Regions from separate parts of the Oryctolagus cuniculus genome. Here region 2 is linked to region 1. A link is a contact called in public Hi-C data. All regions are on one chromosome and are shown on one strand. The core of a region is the stretch at or near the end of the contact, and the rest is flanking DNA. Distances in the headings are between cores, read along the strand shown.

Region 1 (3,022 bases), core at 25-2,524:
ATTCAGCCTTAGCTGTTGAGTGTATTTGAGGTGTGAACCGATGAATGGAAGATCTCTCTGTCTATTTCTTTGTCTCTCTACCTTTGAAATAAAATGAAAAATAATTAAATAAATTTTAAATATTATATTAAAAACTCTGAAACAAGACCATGAGTCTCAGAAGTCTCCAGGATTATCCTTGAATAACTTTCCAAGTTCACCTCTCCAGAAACACAATGCAGTGACTGACCTACTGTTCCCACAGTGGAGTCCTAGACTGGTCAAGGTAGCCTTGATGATTGACAGATAATAGGCTGGAGTTGCAGGAGAGTTAAATTACCATCAAGTAGGAAACCAGATTAAATGTTGTGGCTGAGTACGGATGGACCTGTGACTGTCAAAGCTGATCTGAGTGCTGTTGTATGTGATCTTGTTTAATTTGATCAGGGCTCATGTAAGACGCAAGCTAATACTGCCACTTACCAATTCTGAGCTTTGCATTTTGAGAAGGATCTCTGTCCAGACCTGTGAAATGACAGAGAGAGAGAGCGCGAGCAAGAGAGCGAGAGAAAGAGGTGTGTGTGTGTGTGTGTGTGTGTAAGGGAGGGTGAAAGCTGTTAAGTGGCTTTGCAATTAAGTCATAAAGGCTGGTGGAATCTGTGGGTTTCTGTTTCTTCCCAGTGTCTCGAGGGCACAGATGAAACTTCACAGTAGCCTTGAATAGTGTGACAGTTACTCTGCAGCCAAAGCGAAGGCTTTGTTTGCTGCATTTCCCTGAGGTCCTTGGCAGGAAGGCTGGGCTTCTGCAAAGAGGGAGTCCAGGGTCCTGCCTGTTTAGCTTCCCCTGACTCCTCAGGGACCCTTGTCCAGCCATGGAGGATTTCCCTCTGCTCTGACTCACGAGGAGTCCCTGGGGCATCGTTCCAAAGGGTCAGTGCCACATAGTGACTGTGAGTGGGAGAGTGGCCCTGCGGATCCCCTCAGGTCACTCTGCCTCTCCTGGTGGAAGGTTTGCCTTGGCACCACTAGGTGGAAACTTCCTGAGCCAGAGCGGAAGCCAGAGGGTGAGGGCCGAGCGCCCGCCTCTGCCGTTGACTTGCTGCGAGTCCTTAGGCAGGTTGCTTGGTCTGGGGTGGTGGGGGTGGTGATGACGCTTTTTTTCTGTCCACCCCCAGAGTTCTTGGGATGCCGAAATAGGAAAATGGGTGTAAGAACCAAATGTCAACTTGAGAGCTGGGTGGAAGTGTGGGTTCCCGTGGTTGGTGGTGCTCACCGCTGACAAAAGCTTGATTCTTTCTTTCCCCTTCTCAGCCAGCACGCTGTGCTGTAGCCGGATAACAGCTCTGCAGAGGGCGCGTCTCTGCCCGCAGTGCCGTCTGAATGAGCTGACCGGGGAGCGGAAGGGCTTCCCTGAGAGGGGTGGAGGTGGATTAGGGCCCAGCTCCCCCGCTCTCAGGCTGTCTTCCTTTCAAACCCTGGTTGATCCTGGACCGGATCTTTTCAATCTCCCCCATCACTCTCAGCCCAGATGACGGAGGCGGGGCGCCATCCTCTGTCTTCACTCATGTTCAGCCGGCCAGGCCCGGTGAGCAGTGCGGGGGATACCAGGAGGCTGCTTGCTGCCTGGCTAGGGAGCCAGTGCCTAGGAGTGAGCAGGAACTGACCATTCATGGTGTCCCAAGATTTTATAAATACTTGTTATCATGCTTATTACTAGGGCCTGGAGCGGGACGTGGTTTACAGATGTTTTTCCTTTGACTCCTCCAGCCTATCAGATGAAGCACTTCTCAGCCCAATACCTTGTTTTATTTCATTGTCCCTGAAAGGACTTCGGGTTGTGGGTCTTCTTACACAGACTATAAGTGCACCTTGGGTTTGCCAAAGCTCAGGGGCCTAACAGCAGCCCAGCCCCATGATAAGTTGTGCTACAGAGGCTGAAGCCAGGCCCTGGACACTGGGCGTCCAGGGCACCAAAGCCCCAGGGACCCTAGCCCATAGGACAGGCTCCTCCCCCCACCCCGAGCCTGCAGCTCAGCCGCAGCGACCCACGGCCCACGACATTTCCTCTCTGCTGTGCTAGCTCAGAGGGAGGAAGTTGGGCGGCTGCCTGGGAGGGCGTGGCCCAGAAGGTTCCTGAAGATGAGGAGAGAGTGCAGGGAAACACCCTGAGATTGCTGCCTGTGCTCCATCTGTGAGCACCCCCCTCAGTTTACAGCCGCAGAAACGGCCTGCGCAGCGACCACCGGCGTCTGGCTTTACCCACTCGGACAGTCCCACGTGCCCTGTGCCGACCCACGCCACTGAGCCGTCCCTTGGATGAGGCGCCTGTCTACGGATACCTTTCCTCTCCAGGAACACTGCTCATCTTCAACAAGACGGGGTCCCAGCAACCTAGCACACTTACGTAAACCCCCAACTGCAGCCCGTGGGGACAGCCCTCACGCCTTGCTCTGATTTTCCTGGGATTTATTTATACTCATCTAGGCACAGGGCTGGGGAAGGAGGAAGGCCATTAACCTAGACTCCAGCGCCTCTCCACGTGTCTCCCTTTTTTTGTTTGTTTAAGATTTATTTATTTGAAAGGCAGAGTTACAGAAAGGCTGAAGCAGAGAGAGAGAGAAAGAAAGAGTGAGTGAGTTCCATCCACTGGTTCACTCCCCAGATGGCCACAGTGGCCAGAGCTGAGCTGATCCAGAGCCAGGAGCCTCTTCTCCCACATGGCTGCAGGGGTTCAAGCACTTGGACCACCTTTCGCTGCTGTCCCAGGCGCTTAGCAGGGTGCTGGATCGGAAGTGGAGCAGCTGGAACTTGAACCAGTGACCATATGGGATGCCAGCATTGCAGGCTTCAGCTTTACCCACTATGCCACAGTGCCAGCCCCAGATGTCTCTTTTTTAAAAAAAAAAAAATATATATACACACACATATATATGTATATATATTCACACACACACACACATATATTTTCATGTTTGAACTGAAAGGCAGAAGCAGACAAAGAGTGTGAGACAGAGAGAGAGATCTTCCATCCTCTAGTTCATTC
Region 2 (2,822 bases), core at 34-2,533, 180 kb after region 1:
CAGTTTACTAGATGAAACAGACTTGCAACATAGTCTGCATGAATGCAAAATAAGCCATCTACAGCAAGTGATAAGGAAACTGGATAAAAAAAAAAGGAAAAAAGCATACATTTGGGGGGGAAAAAGATTCTCTAGAAATAAAAAAATCAAACCATTATTATAAAGGACTTTACCAAGAACTGCTGTATTTCCCCCACCCCATTTGCTGGAAGTCAACAAGAGCACCTAGCACTTTGTGTTCATGTCAAACGTCAAATCAGAGCATCCTAACGCAAAGCGGAATAAAGAAAAGAAAAAAAAAAAAAGCAAAAAAAAAAGAAAAACCCCAACCCCCCCTCCCTAAACCGTAGAACTGTAACTCCAGAGTTCAAATTCAAAAGAAGAGAAAGTGGCGATTGAAAGAGGTGATGGTGGCGATAATCCTATGAATGGGTTTTTGATTTCTCTCCTTCCGGGGGCTGGGTGGAGAATGCTCATTAGGACTTGTAGTTAGAGGTTAACCATGTGAGCCCCTCATAGAGTCCGTCCCCTGAGGTGGCACAGGAGGGCTGCACATACCAGTTCCTGTCCCGAATCCGGGTCAGGCCCAGTTTCTCCTGGATCTCATGGGGTTTCATGGCATCGGGCAGGTCCTGCTTGTTGGCGAAGATGAGGATTATGGCGTCCCTCATCTCCCGGTCATTGATAATGCGGTGCAGCTCCTGGCGGGCCTCGTCGATGCGGTCGCGGTCGGCGCAGTCCACCACGAAGATCAGACCCTGGGTCCCGGTGTAGTAGTGCCGCCAGAGCGGCCGGATCTTGTCCTGGCCTCCCACATCCCACACGTTGAACTTGACGTTTTTGTAAGTCACCGTCTCCACGTTGAAGCCCACGGTGGGGATGGTGGTCACCGACTGGCCCAGCTTCAACTTGTACAGGATTGTGGTCTTGCCGGCCGCGTCCAGGCCCAACATGAGGATCCGCATTTCCTTGTTCCCGAAGATTTTGGATAGCACCTTCCCCATCGCGACGGAAGAGCCGGGGCCGGGGGCATTCAGGTGTCCCGGTTCCCCCTCAAGCCAACAACGCCGCCGCCGCCGCCGCGAAACCGAAACGAAGCCTCCCTGCCGCGAGGGCGCCCGTGCGGCCTGCGTGGGAGTCGCCTCCTACGGGGCGAGAGGCCCGGGCCTGCCGCTCACTCGGGCATCACCGACCCGCACAACTTGGTTCCTCCAGCCGCCGCCGCCGCCGGGGCCCTGAGTCTGCGCCCGGAGAGCCGCCGCCCTGCTGAGGCGCGGCCCGGCCCGGAACTGCCCTTCCCCCCCGCAGGCGCCGCGCGAGCGCCGCCGCCGTGCCCGTTCCTCCGCCCGCCCGACGGCCCGCCGACTACCGGGCTCGCCACCGACCCAGGCCACCCGTCAGGCAGCGCGGCGCCGGCGTCCCGTCAGGTCATGGATCCTCGCGGGAACTCAGCGCGCTGCCTGCGGAGACACAGAGAAGGAGAAGGGAGTTACCGCCGGAGCTCCGAACGGGAGCGGGCGCGGAGGCCGAGGCCGCCCGCCTTAACAGCTCGGCCCCCGGGTGTCGGTGCCGGGTGGTGGTGGTGGGGGTTACCTCCAGCCGCCGCCCCGAGCACGGGCTCGCTCCGGCCGCCGCCACCTCCTCCCAGCTCTGCCGCTGCCGCTGCCGGAAAAGGCGCCCAAGAAACCGCCTCACTTCCCCTCCCGACCACGCAGGCGCAGCGCAGGCCGACCGTTCGGACAAGAGCGACCTCTGGAAGGAGAGCGGCCCGCGCGCCCAGCGTCACGGGCGCCACGCGCCGGAGGGGGCGGGGCTACGGCGTCCCGGAGGGCTCGCGGGTGCCGCCCGCCCGAGCCCGCGCGCCTCGGGCTCTGGCCCGCGCCCACCTGTCGCTCTCGCCGCGTCTGCGCGCTCGGCGGCCCCTTCGTTCCGCGCCTCTGCCCGCCCCCGCAGTCCGGGGAGCAAATACTCCGGGGAGGTGGGGAAATGGAGCCTCCGCAAGGGCGGGGCCGCCGGACGAGCCGCCCCCACGGAGCCGCTTGCAGGCCCGGAAAGTTCGGCGGACTTCGCGCGCCCCGGGTCTCCCGGGGACGCCTTGGCCGCTTTTTAGCTTTTTCTCCGACCCCCTCCTTGGTATCGTTGCCTCTGGTGTTCAGGGTTTTCCTGGAAGACGCATGGGAGGCCGGCGCGCTCGTGTTGAACCCGCCAGTCAGTGGCGCGCCGTGGCTGGGCTCGGGTTTGCTCGGAAGCCCCTCTCTCGAACACTGGAGCCCTGTCCGTGTTGCATCAGGACCAGCTCACGTTTCTTGTAAAAGCTGGCGGTGAAGAGCTTTCTGGAACGCGATGAACTGTTCTTAGTCCAGTGTCACTTCCTTTTAGTATGGGAGCGGCAGCTGCTCACCCACCCACCCACCCGTGCTGCAGTCACCTTAGCGTAGGGTGTAGAACCTGAGAGGCCACTTAACCTCGTTCGCTGATCTCCTGTGTAAACTGACCTCGCTTACTCCGCCCCGCTTGGAGGATGAAATAATACCATGTTGGTGGAAGACCAAGGAAATCTTTGTATCGAAGGGTTACTCTAAAGTTGAAAGAAAGTGAAAGCTAAAGTAAATATCAAATAAGGGGAGGAAAAAAAAAACAGGAAATACGCTTGAGTTGTTTTTTTTTTTATTTTTTTTATTTAAGAAAGATGCTATGACCGCGTATGCTAACATTTTTACTTCGCCAGTTGAAATCTGACAGCGGTTACTAAGGCGCTGGTTGGCACAGCTGAGCTGCATATCAGCTTGGTTGGGTTCGAGTCCCAGCACCTGATCCGGCTT

What was found. A called contact is a pair of places that touch in the nucleus more often than the background predicts.
Region 2: a contact with region 1 is called in a Hi-C map of an unstated tissue, with 2.0 times the contacts expected there. The contact joins the promoter of ARF6 here to the enhancer-like site in region 1. A contact is called at or near these places in 4 of 6 Hi-C or Micro-C datasets (embryonic fibroblasts, liver, skin fibroblasts and 1 more).

Annotation. Positions count from the first base shown.
Region 1 is chr12:26,020,552-26,023,573 of mOryCun1.1, forward strand. No RefSeq gene overlaps it. Among named protein-coding and RNA genes, the nearest start is that of VCPKMT, 22 kb to the left of the region's middle. Within about 2 kb of position 1,275, at least 3 of the 8 cell types and tissues checked have an H3K27ac peak or open chromatin away from gene starts, as enhancers often do.
Region 2 is chr12:26,200,062-26,202,883 of mOryCun1.1, forward strand. It overlaps ARF6 (ARF GTPase 6), which reads right to left and starts at 1,284. Exons shown (of 1, transcript XM_051822816.2): 1 at 1-1,284. The coding sequence starts at 1,004. The coding sequence ends at 477.